2 separate regions of the Mus musculus genome follow, and region 2 is linked to region 1. Evidence: chromatin contacts called from public Hi-C data. All regions are on one chromosome and are shown on one strand. The core of a region is the stretch at or near the end of the contact, and the rest is flanking DNA. Distances in the headings are between cores, read along the strand shown. Region 1 has its middle 40 kb from the start of Dlk1. Region 2 holds the start of Meg3 (maternally expressed 3).

Region 1 (5,356 bases), core at 1,250-3,749:
TTGGACTGGCTTAACTCCCCATTTTAGACAGAGCTCACATAGTGGGATGCCAGAATCAAGTCTCTCTCTCTCTCTCTCCCTCTCTCTCTCTCTCTCTCTCTCTCTCTCTCTCTCTCTCTCTCTCTCCCCCTCCCTCCCCACTAGACCCTAAGCCCCCTAGGAGCAGAGCCATTTTGTTTAGTGTGCACATATCTGGGTAACAGAGGTACTGGGTGGCTGGTTTGCAGAAGTGCTGTGCTGAGTAGCAGGAGTACTGAGGTGCTGGGTAGCTGGGTTGCAGGAAGGCTTTGTCATTCTGCAAACCTGTTATTCTCCTCTGCAGCTGGGGAAACTGAGGCACCAGCCCCTAAGCACTTATCTGGCTTCCTATCCCCCCCCCCTGGCCACCCCCACCCAACCCCTTTTGCCCCTCAGCTACTTAGTTTTAACATTCTTAGCCCTGGGAGGAAGAATAAGAAGACAGACTTCTCGCTTCTTTTCTTCCTGGTGACCTTTCCATGTAATTAAAAAGCAGCTATTCCCGGAGACGAGGCAGCCGGAAGCAGAGCCGTGGCTCTCTGTGTACGTGTGCGGAAATTGATTGTCTAGAGGACAGAACAGCGCTTAGGCTCTGGCGTCAAAACCACCCCCAGCTTACCCTGGGGTCTAGAGACGCCAGTCTTCCTGCAGTCCAACTGTACATAGTGTTTTCCTGTGGGGAGGGTCGCAAGCTGGACTTCCAAGTCCCCTGAGCCTCTAAGCTACCATTAGAAGTACCTTTTTCTGTGCCTAGAACAGGGCTATGAGCCTCAAAGGCCAGGTTTTGAGAGGAAATTTGAAGCATTCCTGCTCAGAAGAGCTGAGTTCAACCTAGGACCCCAACATTGCTTGCCCAAGAAATGTGGGTGCACAGCCACTTCCCTGTAGAACCTTCTGGGAGATTCATGACTGGCTCTTTCCTAGATTGTGCCATGAATCAGATTTCCTAGATCCAGTGTGACTGTCATGAGCCTGCTTGGCTCCGAGAGTGGCTCTAGGCTTAGCACCCCAAAAGCACTGGGCCCCAGGCTGGAGGGTGGGGAAGCCCCAACTAGGCCTCCACCCTTTGGCTCTCTGCAGCCTGCAGCTGCAGAGGATAATGCATGTTCTGGCTAAGGCCCAGCTCTCCTAAGCCACAGAGAATTGCAATTTAGCAAGTTTATCAAATCCGCCCGAGCTGAGAGGCGCATCTGTGCATGGAGGCATCCTGGTGAATCGAGGCTCCTCTGAACAGCAAGGCTGCCCCCACCCTGTGCTTCCCACAGGCCTGGATTAGCCCAGGCAGCTGGGCAGGAGTGGGGGCCAGGACAGCAGGGGACGTTGGGCTGAGGACTGGGACTGGGGCTTGGCTGTTCATGTGGACCTGGCTAAGACAGAGATGTGTTTCTCAGTAGATGGGGTCTTCTTGCCTATGTAAGAAACCAGGGGAATGGTCTACCAGGCATCCCCTCCCTCCCAGTGCAAGAGAAGATGGGCCAGATGGCTTATTTCTATGTACCCCTTAGACCCTGAGTGTTTGGGAGTGTTTTGACAGCCTGGGCAGACCCTTGTGAACAGAGCATCTGGCTCTTGTAAGCAGGAAAACAGTGTACAGGCCCTTGATGCGGCCCCGAGGTTCCCTCTGGGAGTGTGGGCTGGTGGGTCTCCCTCCACTAGCTAATCCAGGATGCAGGAAGGGCCCAGGTCTCCTCTGGCCGTGGGAAGCTTCTCCCTTCAGTTTCTCGTGTGTTCAGAGTCCAAGTGAGTGAGGTTCTGCCAGGCACTTCTGGTTCGGGCTGCTGAGAGAGGCGCCCCAGACCTCACAGAACTCATGAAGTCACTTAGCCCTCCAGTGCACACCCAGGCTGTGGAGGCACCCACAGAACGCCAAGGATTAGACTCAGTTCCTCCCTCTGGCACTAGGGAGCTTGCCAATCGCCTGGGAGCCCAGCCCTCTGAGGAGGCACGCTCCTACCAGGAAAACTGAGTTGGGAGCCCAGCATATCTAGAAATGGTAACTACGACTCCCTCTAGCCTTTCTTCTCCAAACCAAGTCTCGGGGCTCTTTTGAGAGCATTGGTGTCCTCTTTGAGAGCTGTGTCCGAGCTGCCAGCTACAGCAGACCCCTGCCACGCTCGAGCCAGAGCACCGTGCTCCTCTTAACTGAACCCAAGGCCACCAATAGTTCTTTTTTTTTTTCTTTCCTGAAGAAGTGGTTGCAGTGTTGCGCTCTAGCCTTCATTAGTGATCTTTCTGAAATAGGATGAGACACCTAGTTTTGGGTGACACAGGTTCAGGGGGACCGGTAGCATTCAGAGTCCTGCATGCATAGATTGCTTCAGGGAGGAGTGGGTCTCCTTGACCCCTGCTAGCTCTCCATCTTCTCAGCACAATTCTTCCAGCTGGACAGCCAGGCAGACCCCCCCCCTCCCTCCACACTTCCTGAGAGCCTCTCTGCTAAGCCAGGAAGGCGGAGGGAGCCCACAGCCCTCACATGGTCTTCATTACTGGCTAGGCTCACAGAGCAAGGGGCCCTGGGCCCCAAGTATTGCTGCTCCAGAGATGCTCAAAGCCTGGCGTGGCCGACCTTCTTCTCTGGGGCTCTGGGGCTCTGGGGCTCTGGGGCTCTGGGGCTCTGGGGCTGTACATTCCTTTCCACTGAGCAAGTGCAGCTGGGGAAGATCTACGATGGGAATGGAAAACGTGTTGGGATATTCTAGCACACAGGTGGACGTCACCTCCCCTGACACAGGGAGGTGGTGGGGCTGTGGGGCCACCAGAGGATCTGCTTTGTGCCTGGCTAGCAAGAGCAAGCGGTCGTTGGGCGTTGCTTCCATTGTCCTGAACACATATCTTAGAAGCAGCAGACCTGGGTTTGAATCCATATCTATGAGAATACAAACCAGGGCAGCCCCTTTCCCACATGGTAATGCTTTTTGGGAAACTCTACATGGGAAGCAGGGGGGGGTTGTTCCTGGTTGGGGGGTCCCTTCCTATCCACTTCTGTTGCCAGAGGCCATGAGAGTGTACGCCAAGCAGGCTGCTGCCACTGGACCACCACAACAGACTGGCCCGCAGCCCCTGACTTTCCAGCAGCTAATAAGTCTTACAAATATCCAATCTTGTTAGAAAGTGCACAGTGGCCTGAACAGCTTGGCCAGGAGCCTTGTGGGAAAGTGGAAAACGTTGAGGCTGAGCACAGGCGATCTGGGCCAGAAGCCACTTCCTGTCTCTCCCTAGGATCCTTCTTGAGGCTTCAGAGCTACCTAGCCCAGTTCCCTGTGGTACTCTGAACAGAGACTATCTCCTCCCTTGAGAGAGCCAAATAGATTCCCAGCTCCAGGCATAGTGACTCCATTTTGTCCTACTGCTCTATGGTACTTGACTCTCCTGGTGTTCGACACAGGCCTTTTCATACATTGTAGTTCCTTTCACCTAAATACCCTTCCAGTCCTTCCAGCACAGACTGGGAGATAGCCAACCATCCTGGTCCTAGAAGGATCCCGGAGATCATGGCGGAAGTGACATCACTGTGCCAGTGACATCACAGACTCTACCTGGGGGCCTCAGAGGAAGTGACATTTTGATCCTCCATCCCGAACCAACTTGTTCTCCAAGATGGACTTGGGTGGTGAGAACCCCAGGTCTAGAGATGGTAAGGAGGTCTCCCAAAGAAGTAAAAGGGAGCCTTTCAGGGTGGGTTGGGGATCAGAGGTTCTGATACTAAGAGCGCTCAGATAAGTGATGGGGTGGTGGGATGGGAGAATGGTTGGGTGAAGGTTGTGTGGTAGAATTTTCTAGACGGTGTAGGCCACAAAGCATCTCTGGCTTGGGTCCAATTCCAAGGTAGGGTATTGTCTTACAGGCACAAGTGGCATGCAGAGGAACAAGCCTACGGGAGACCATAGATAGCAAGGGGGAGGGGCAGATTCTGGCCCTCAGCAGAGCAACAGGGACAGAAGATTGACTGCCTCTGGTCAGGAGTCACTTGTGTAGAAGTCAGGGGCTCTGCAGGACCAGGAGGAGTAAGTGGAAGTTATCCAGGGACACTGCTGTCCCTCCTTGCTAAGTGACATGCGCATCCTGATCATAGTCATGAGTATCTTACTATGAGCTTTGTTCTTTATTCTTAGGTCAATGTGGTAAAAAACAACAACAACAACAAAAAAAACAAAACAAAAAAAAAAAAACAACAACAACAAAAAACAAAGAACAAAACAACAACAGAAACAGTACCTGGGGTCAGTGAGACAGCTTGACAGATGAAGGCACTTGTGGCCAAGCCTGAGGAAGTTCACAACTGGGACCACATGTGGGGCGGGAAGGGAGAGAGGGAGGAGGGAATGGGAGAGGAAGGGGAGGGAGAGGGAGAAGAGCTTTCTGGAAGCTGTCTTCTGACCTCTACCTCTTCATGCCTACTTTAGCCCACAGAGCCTCCCCCAAATAAAACATAAAAGTGCATTAAAAACAAACAAAAATCAGTACTTGGTGGTCAAGGCAGTGTGATATTTTGGGCTGAACCCTGTGGCACCAAAAGACATCTCACCGAGAGGAACCTGAGGCTCCAAGTACGGGGCCACCAAGTCTGGTCTGGGAAAGGGGGTGCTGTGGGGTTCTTTGAGACATGGTCCTGGCTAGACAAGGCATGTGCCTCTTGCCAGTGGCTATGCTGTCATCAGGTGGGGTTAGTCTTAGAAAGCTCTCTCTGTTGACTTTCCCTTGGGCAGTGGTATTCCTGAGACCCACACTGCTCCATTGCTCCAAACAGGGACAATACAGGATGTTGCCATCTGGTGTTGTGTGGACACTCCACAAGTGTTTCAGGTGGACCTGTCTCAACACAGGATGCCAAGGGGGCTCAAGAGAAGGGACAGGCATGAGTGTGAGGTTTCAGTTGTGTGCGAAAGCCTGCAGACCCAGGGAGATGTGGTGAGATCTGAGCTACATCTTACTTGGTATTTGAGTGAAGACCCAAGAGACCCTCCCAGAGTCAATGTTGCATGGGTGAGACCCTGAGAGACTCAGTGTTGGGTGAGATACCAAAAAGGTTCAGTGTTCTGAGAGGCACCAAGAGATTCAACATTAAGTGAATGCAACCCTCGAAAACTCCATGTTGAGTGGGTGAGACCCCCATGTTGATTAACACCCCAGGAGAGTCGATGTTGAGTGTGAGAGACCCTGAGAGACTCACTGTTGAATTAGACCTCAAAAGACTCAAGTTTGTGTAAAGGTAGGTCCTGAGAGATTCAAGGAGGTGTGTGTGCAACTTCAAGAAACTAGATGGGATGTAAGACCCAACTAAAACCCTAGAACTCCAGTGTTGTGTGGATAAGACCTCAAGACATTGCGTTCTGTGTGA
Region 2 (5,883 bases), core at 1,783-4,282, 130 kb after region 1:
TTTTTAATTAGGTATTTTCCTCATTTACATTTTTTTGGGGGGGGGTACCCTGTCTTAAGAAAATAATTAAAAAGAAGGAAAAAAATCTATATACCATGAGTTAGATCTCCAGGGAAGAGGAGGCGGAGAAGGCTAGGCAAGCCACTGGTCTGGAAATCTGGCTGCTCTCCAGCCTGCAGGAGAGCCACGTTGTAACACTCAGAGAGAAAGTACTCTTTCTCAAATGTGGACCTGTTCTCCTGTTTTCCTTCATAGACACCAATCTGAGCCTTCACAGATCCATTTTGAGTAGGGCTACCTACTAGCATTGCCCAGACAGAGAAACAGATCCCATCCAAACATTAGCATAGGTTTGGCTTCTTCCAGAATTTCTCCCACTGCTTTGGACCACTAAATATTTTAAAAATTAGGTTCTGAGCTCCAGAGAAGCTGACAAACACATTTAAGCATATGGATTATTTTTTTAATTGTCGTTAAACGGTAAGACTTAGTAGAGATTCGTTTACAGCATTCTCTGGTGCCCCCCGTTACCCCATCCTTATTTTTGCCTTTATTTTAGGAAGCCAGAAGGACAAACATGTTGCCATGGAGTTCTGTTTAAAATAAAATAAAATACAATGGAAAGAAAAGCTGCAAGATGAAGTAACCACATGGACTACAAAATACACCTGATACTAATTACTGTCATGAAGAATGTTCTGGAAGACATTTGACTCGCCTGATGTATACATTCAAATCAAGCAAAGCAGGACTGGAAGGCTCCCTGGGGACTCTCCTGTCCAACTCTTTCCTTTTTCCAGATGAGGAAATAGGGGCCCAGACTGGGGAAGGGCCTGGACCTTGGCCTACCAGCTGGGAGGGAACAGGGCTGAGATTCCAACCACTGCGCAGTTTGTCAGAAACACATAGCTTCCAGGGTCTGTTACCTTGGCCTGTCAGTAAAGGCTTTGAAGCTGAGGGATACGGTTTGCTGCCAGGAACAGGCTTAGGAGCAAGAGGCCCAGGGGGGAAAAAAATGCAAAGGCTGACTTTGCTGTGGAGGCCCTCCTTCTCTCAAGGACACAGGGCTTGGAGCCCAGAGAATGGCTGTTGGGTGTCTGAGGGTCCTGTCAGTGCTTGCCAGAGGCTCACACCAGGCTCCAGCTCACGTTCTTTTGGGGGCTGCAATGCTGACAGCCTTCAGGGACCCCTAGTACATGGCTACTGATGCTCTCTAGTGGCCGCTGCAATCCCACTCGTCGTGGGCCACGAACATGAGCCTCCATGACAATGCGCACCCCTTGCCTCTGCCCCCAGAGGCTAGCAACTGGGCCTTCTGGTGTCTGATTGGCCACAGGGGCTTGACGACAGGGTCTCCTTGCTGATGATTGGCCCCAGCCAGCTCTGGCTGTTTCCTAGCTAATAATACTGTGGGTTAATAAATGTCTCCTGTTGACTATGGTGCTGGGAGCCATGTTTTTTGCTGCATAATGACGTCTGTGGCTGGAGAAGGCCTCTTTAGCTTGTCAGGGGCCTTCTTTTGGGGGGCTCTTTGCAAAAATGGGGTGTTTTCTTTCTCTCCCAGTATCTGACACATTCAGAAAGCTCTTTTTGATGCCCCCAAAGCCCTAAACCTTCATTTTCACCCTCCGAAGTGCATCGGTTCCTACCTTAACAACGCCCCCACCCCTGAAAAGGCCTGAGTCACCTCGCCGGCAAGCTGCTGATCGGTAACCCTGGGCTCAGCGGTGGCTTTTCTCAGTGCCTCTCAGCCCCAGGACCCGAGTCACAGTGGCATCCTAGGCTTGCTGGCCATAGGGGGCTTACGCGAAAGCAGCTGCAGAGGCGTAAATAAGGCGGCGGCGGGGGGGTGGGGGTGGGGGGCTCTTCCAGCTTCATGTCCTCCACAGGGCCTCTGACTTTCCTTTTAGGGTCTCAATCATTCTCGCTCCTTTTCTGTCACCAGACGCTTCTTCTTTGGACTCACAGTTGCCACCCACCTGTCACCCCAAGATAGATCCTTCGTCCCTTTCAACAGCATTCTGACCTTTTCGAGAGGACATTTGATGGACATGTTGCCCCCTTTGCCACTTAGGGTAGGCAGAGCAGCCGGAGGTACCACCTGTTAAGGATTAGCTCTCCTGTGCCAAGTCTCAGAGCGTCCGCAGCCAGCAGCTACGCACCATAGCAACATGTGTCTGCTTGGGCTGCGGAGAGGGGGGGGCGCCCTTCAAAGTGTGGGGAATCAGCCCGATTTGGGGGTGTACTCTAAGCATTACCACAGGGACCCCATTTTCACTAATTAAGTACTTTTCTTAGGGGGCACAGTTGCGCCTATATTCACAGTACACTCCGGGTTGCTGGGTACCCCTGTAACGGGCAGAAATGGGTCCTTGGGAAAGGGCGGAATAGCGCAAGGTTTTTGGTGCACAGGTTGTATCTTCTGTAAAGCCTGGGACTCAAAATCAAGGTCCTTTTGCCTCAACAATGCCAAATTCCCCGTATCAAGATAGTCCGTCAGAATCGGGGTACCCTATGTGGGGGTGACAGCCTCCAGGCTAACATTTGGGAATCAATTATTTTATCTGGGATTTTTATTAAAAATTTCCAGTGCAATTAGGAAAAAACAACGCTCTCCTTTCCTAAGCCGGAGCCCCTGACTGATGTTCTGAGAAACCCAGGCAAGCCATCTGCCGATCCCCGGTACCCCACCTTTATCCTTGGTCGCCTGAGAACAATCACCAGTTGGGGTTATTTCCCCCCAGTTTCTGTCTACAAATCGCCCTTCCATCCACAACTAGGGCTCATGTAGGGAAAAATCACCAGCGACCACAGGGTGTTGGTCATGGCGGCCAGGGGCACTGCGGCAGATTTTTTTTTCCTTCGTTCTTTGCTGCAGTCTGGGTGCGGCTACAGCAATTTGTCATAGAATCTGGGGGGCTCATTTTTCCGGCCAATCACTTTTAGAGAAATGAGCGCATTGCAGCAGAATGCGCTGACGTCAAAGACCACCCCTTCTGCGCCTTTATATAAACCCCACCCAGCCAGCCCCTAGCACAGAAGACGAAGAGCTGGAATAGAGCTCGCCTCGGCTCTGCTGGCCTTGGCTGCAGCTCTTCCAGAAACCCGGGGCGCCCACAGAAGAATCTCTTACCTGGTGAGTGGTTAGCCATCCTTTGCCTGAAAGGATGTGCAAAAATGAAGACGACATCACTATCTGGCTTCGGCTCCGTCCTCCTGGACATGCCGAAAGGCCAGTGCTGGGGACCTTCTCCCAAAGCCAGCCCCTTAGCCTGGTCCCCAGCATCCAACACGAAATTCTGCAAGGAAAAGAATCCTCAGGCACATTTTTCTCGCGGGTGTGGGGGGGTCCGGTCCACTAGGGCTTTTTTTCTCACTAGTGTGGGCAGCGCGGTAGAGACCCTGATTAAGAAAAGCAGCAATAATGAGATATTCCGCCCCCAAATCCAGTGTATTTTTGTTTCTGGGGTCTAAAAACCTGGTTTTGGTGGCTGAAAGCCCCCCTTAGAATCGCATTAATGGTGAGAGACATGGCGGCGATGCATCATCCCGCAAGCCCCATAAAATGGGGGGGGGGTACCTGAAAAGGGGGGTCTCGAGCCATCTTTTTCTCCTAGCCAGGTTCTCGGCGGAACGTGGGCGTAAGATTTAGAGGTTCATGTTGACCAGCAATTCTGAATCCAGATACTCGGGTTTAGTATAGACCTAACCTCGGGCAAAATATAGTGGGAAAAAAAATGTAACCATTACTAGCCGTTTCCTGACGCAGCTACTTTAACAGCGGAAAGAGAGGGCGTCAAAGGCAAATCTAGCCGGAGACCCCCAGATCACAGAGAAGGCTGCGGAACCGGGGGGCAAAGGCAGAATAGATGTGGGGGGTGGGCTAGGGTAGAAAAAACCCCACGTCCTTGCGTCTCATAGGAAGGAAAAGATAAAATGCAGAAAAGGGGGTGTGTGGAGGTGTGGGGGGTGATCTGAGTGCTGGAAATTTGGAGGCAGGGTTCTTTTTGGCATTGCGCATGATGGCTGCGGCTAGATTCTGACGTGTTGAAGGCTTTTGACTTTTGGTAAATCACCTTTTGCCGTTTCCTTTGTCCCCGTGAAGCCCCCCCTGGCCGCCCCCTCCTCATTCTGGGCTGGCTGGCTGAGGGGGGGGGCAGCCTGAGGGCTGCGACGTGGCAGGTTTCTAGAATGTTCTATTGATGGCCGCAAGAGGGCGCTGGTGGCACTGCGGAATTTTGGGGGGCGGGGTGGGGAGGGAAGAGGAGGTGGCCTTTGTTCTCCTGCAGGAGGGGGTCGGGAGCGAGATGGGTTGCGGGACCATGGGTTCATTTACCTATGGGGAAATGTTAGTAGATACCTGGATTCACTAAGGTGCGCTTGCAGGACTTACAATAGGTCAGAGATGGCGTCATCTGCAGTGGCTGTGTGATTTAGGGTGTCATGGACGCAGATTAATTTATTTTCAGTGATTTGTGTTTTCTGGGGTCTTAGAAAGGTGTGGCTTTTTGAGGAAGAATTGCAAAAAATATTAATTAATTAGGCGTCATCCATAAGGGTCTTGAGAGTTGACGTGGCAAAGGGGGGGCAAGGTTTTGAGGAGAAGGGTGTTAATTGGGTGGGGGGAGGCAGGGTGGTCTGCCTTTATTTTGTCATATAGCTGAAGACCTCAAAAATGAGTGTTCTGTATTAAGAATTGAGTCTTTAAATTTTAATTATGCTTAATTGGATTTACTAATGGTGGGTGGGGGCAGCGTCCTGCTTTTACTTATCAGGAGTAGAATTGTGGTCTGGGGGCAGCCCCTTACTGCAGGGTCTCTTTGGTGCAAGGCGGCTCCTGGATGCCTGTGTGTGTGCTGCGTCATGTCTGGAAAATGGCTCAGGCAGAGGCGATGGGGGTGCATAGCGACCCTTAAAGATGGCTGATGTGGGCTCTGCCCCCCCCCCCCAAGCCTGAAACCTGTTGGGCGCCCTCCCCCCTCCTACGTCAGTCTAGCTCTAGCAGCTGCGTCCTGGCGCCTGTGGGGGTGCCTCAGGTGGTTGGGCTATTGGAGTCTTAGTGAGTGCGGGCCGCGCGCCCCCTAGCGGTCTCTATGTGCAAATGGTTCTTGGCCTGCCAGACTAGCGCTAGAGTTGCGCATGCGCACACAGCTAACACTTGTGACCTGTCAATCAATTCATCTGTACCCCTCCCATTGCTGTCCTCCCCTCCCATTTCTCCTCCTACTTCTCCTCCCATTTCTACTTTCCCTCTTCCCCCTCCCATTTCTGTTTTCCCTCCTCCCCCCTCCCATTTCTTCTCCCTCCTCCCCCTCCCATTTCTTCTCCCTCCTCCCCCTCCCATTTCTCCTCTCCCTCTTTCCCCTCCCACTTTTCTCCCCTATCTTCCCCCTCCCATTTTTCCTCACTTCTTCCCTCCTCCCACTTCTCCTCCCTCCTCCCTCCTCCTTTCTCCCCCCCACCCACTTCCCTCATTCCTCTTACCCCTCCCTTCCTCCTCCTTTCTCCTCCCGCCCCTACCCATTTCCCTCATTCCTCTTACCCCTCCCTTCTCTTCCTTCCCTCCACCCCATCCCTGCTTCTCTTCCCTGATCCCTCCCACCCCTCCCTCTTTCCCCCCAAGCCTTCCCCTCCCTTCTCTCCTCTTTCACTTGCCCCCTCCCTCTCTATGCTGTTCCTGGGCTGGCCGTTAGAGGTCATCAAGGTGGTTTCTAACAACCCCCTCCCATATCCTAGGCTCTCTCTTCAGGGATGACATCATCGGCTCACACCAGTCTTCCAGGACCACCTTCTGGATGCCAAGGCTGCTGCTCGAGTACCTGCTGTGCACCTCTACCTCCTGGTACCCCAGCCACTCCCTCAAGTTGCCTGCATGTTATATGG

The links. A called contact is a pair of places that touch in the nucleus more often than the background predicts.
Region 2: a Hi-C map of cerebral cortex shows a contact between it and region 1, with 2.7 times the contacts expected there. The contact joins the promoter of Meg3 here to the enhancer-like site in region 1. A contact is called at or near these places in 5 of 484 Hi-C or Micro-C datasets (CD8 T cells, cerebral cortex, granulosa cells and 2 more) and 7 of 115 datasets of contacts at active chromatin or transcription factors (the NIH/3T3 cell line, VIP interneurons, embryonic limb bud and 4 more).

Annotation. Positions count from the first base shown.
Region 1 is chr12:109,410,347-109,415,702 of GRCm38.p6, forward strand. No RefSeq gene overlaps it. Among named protein-coding and RNA genes, the nearest start is that of Dlk1, 40 kb to the right of the region's middle. Within about 2 kb of position 2,500, at least 50 of the 459 cell types and tissues checked have an H3K27ac peak or open chromatin away from gene starts, as enhancers often do. A contact at or near this core is called in VIP interneurons, cerebral cortex, embryonic limb bud and 1 more, where this site is marked.
Region 2 is chr12:109,537,964-109,543,846 of GRCm38.p6, forward strand. It overlaps Meg3 (maternally expressed 3), which reads left to right and starts at 3,033. Exons shown (of 10, transcript NR_027652.1): 1 at 3,033-3,136; 2 at 5,737-5,883. It overlaps Gm34081 (a long non-coding RNA gene), which reads right to left and starts at 2,186. Exons shown (of 8, transcript XR_003950134.1): 1 at 1,650-2,186.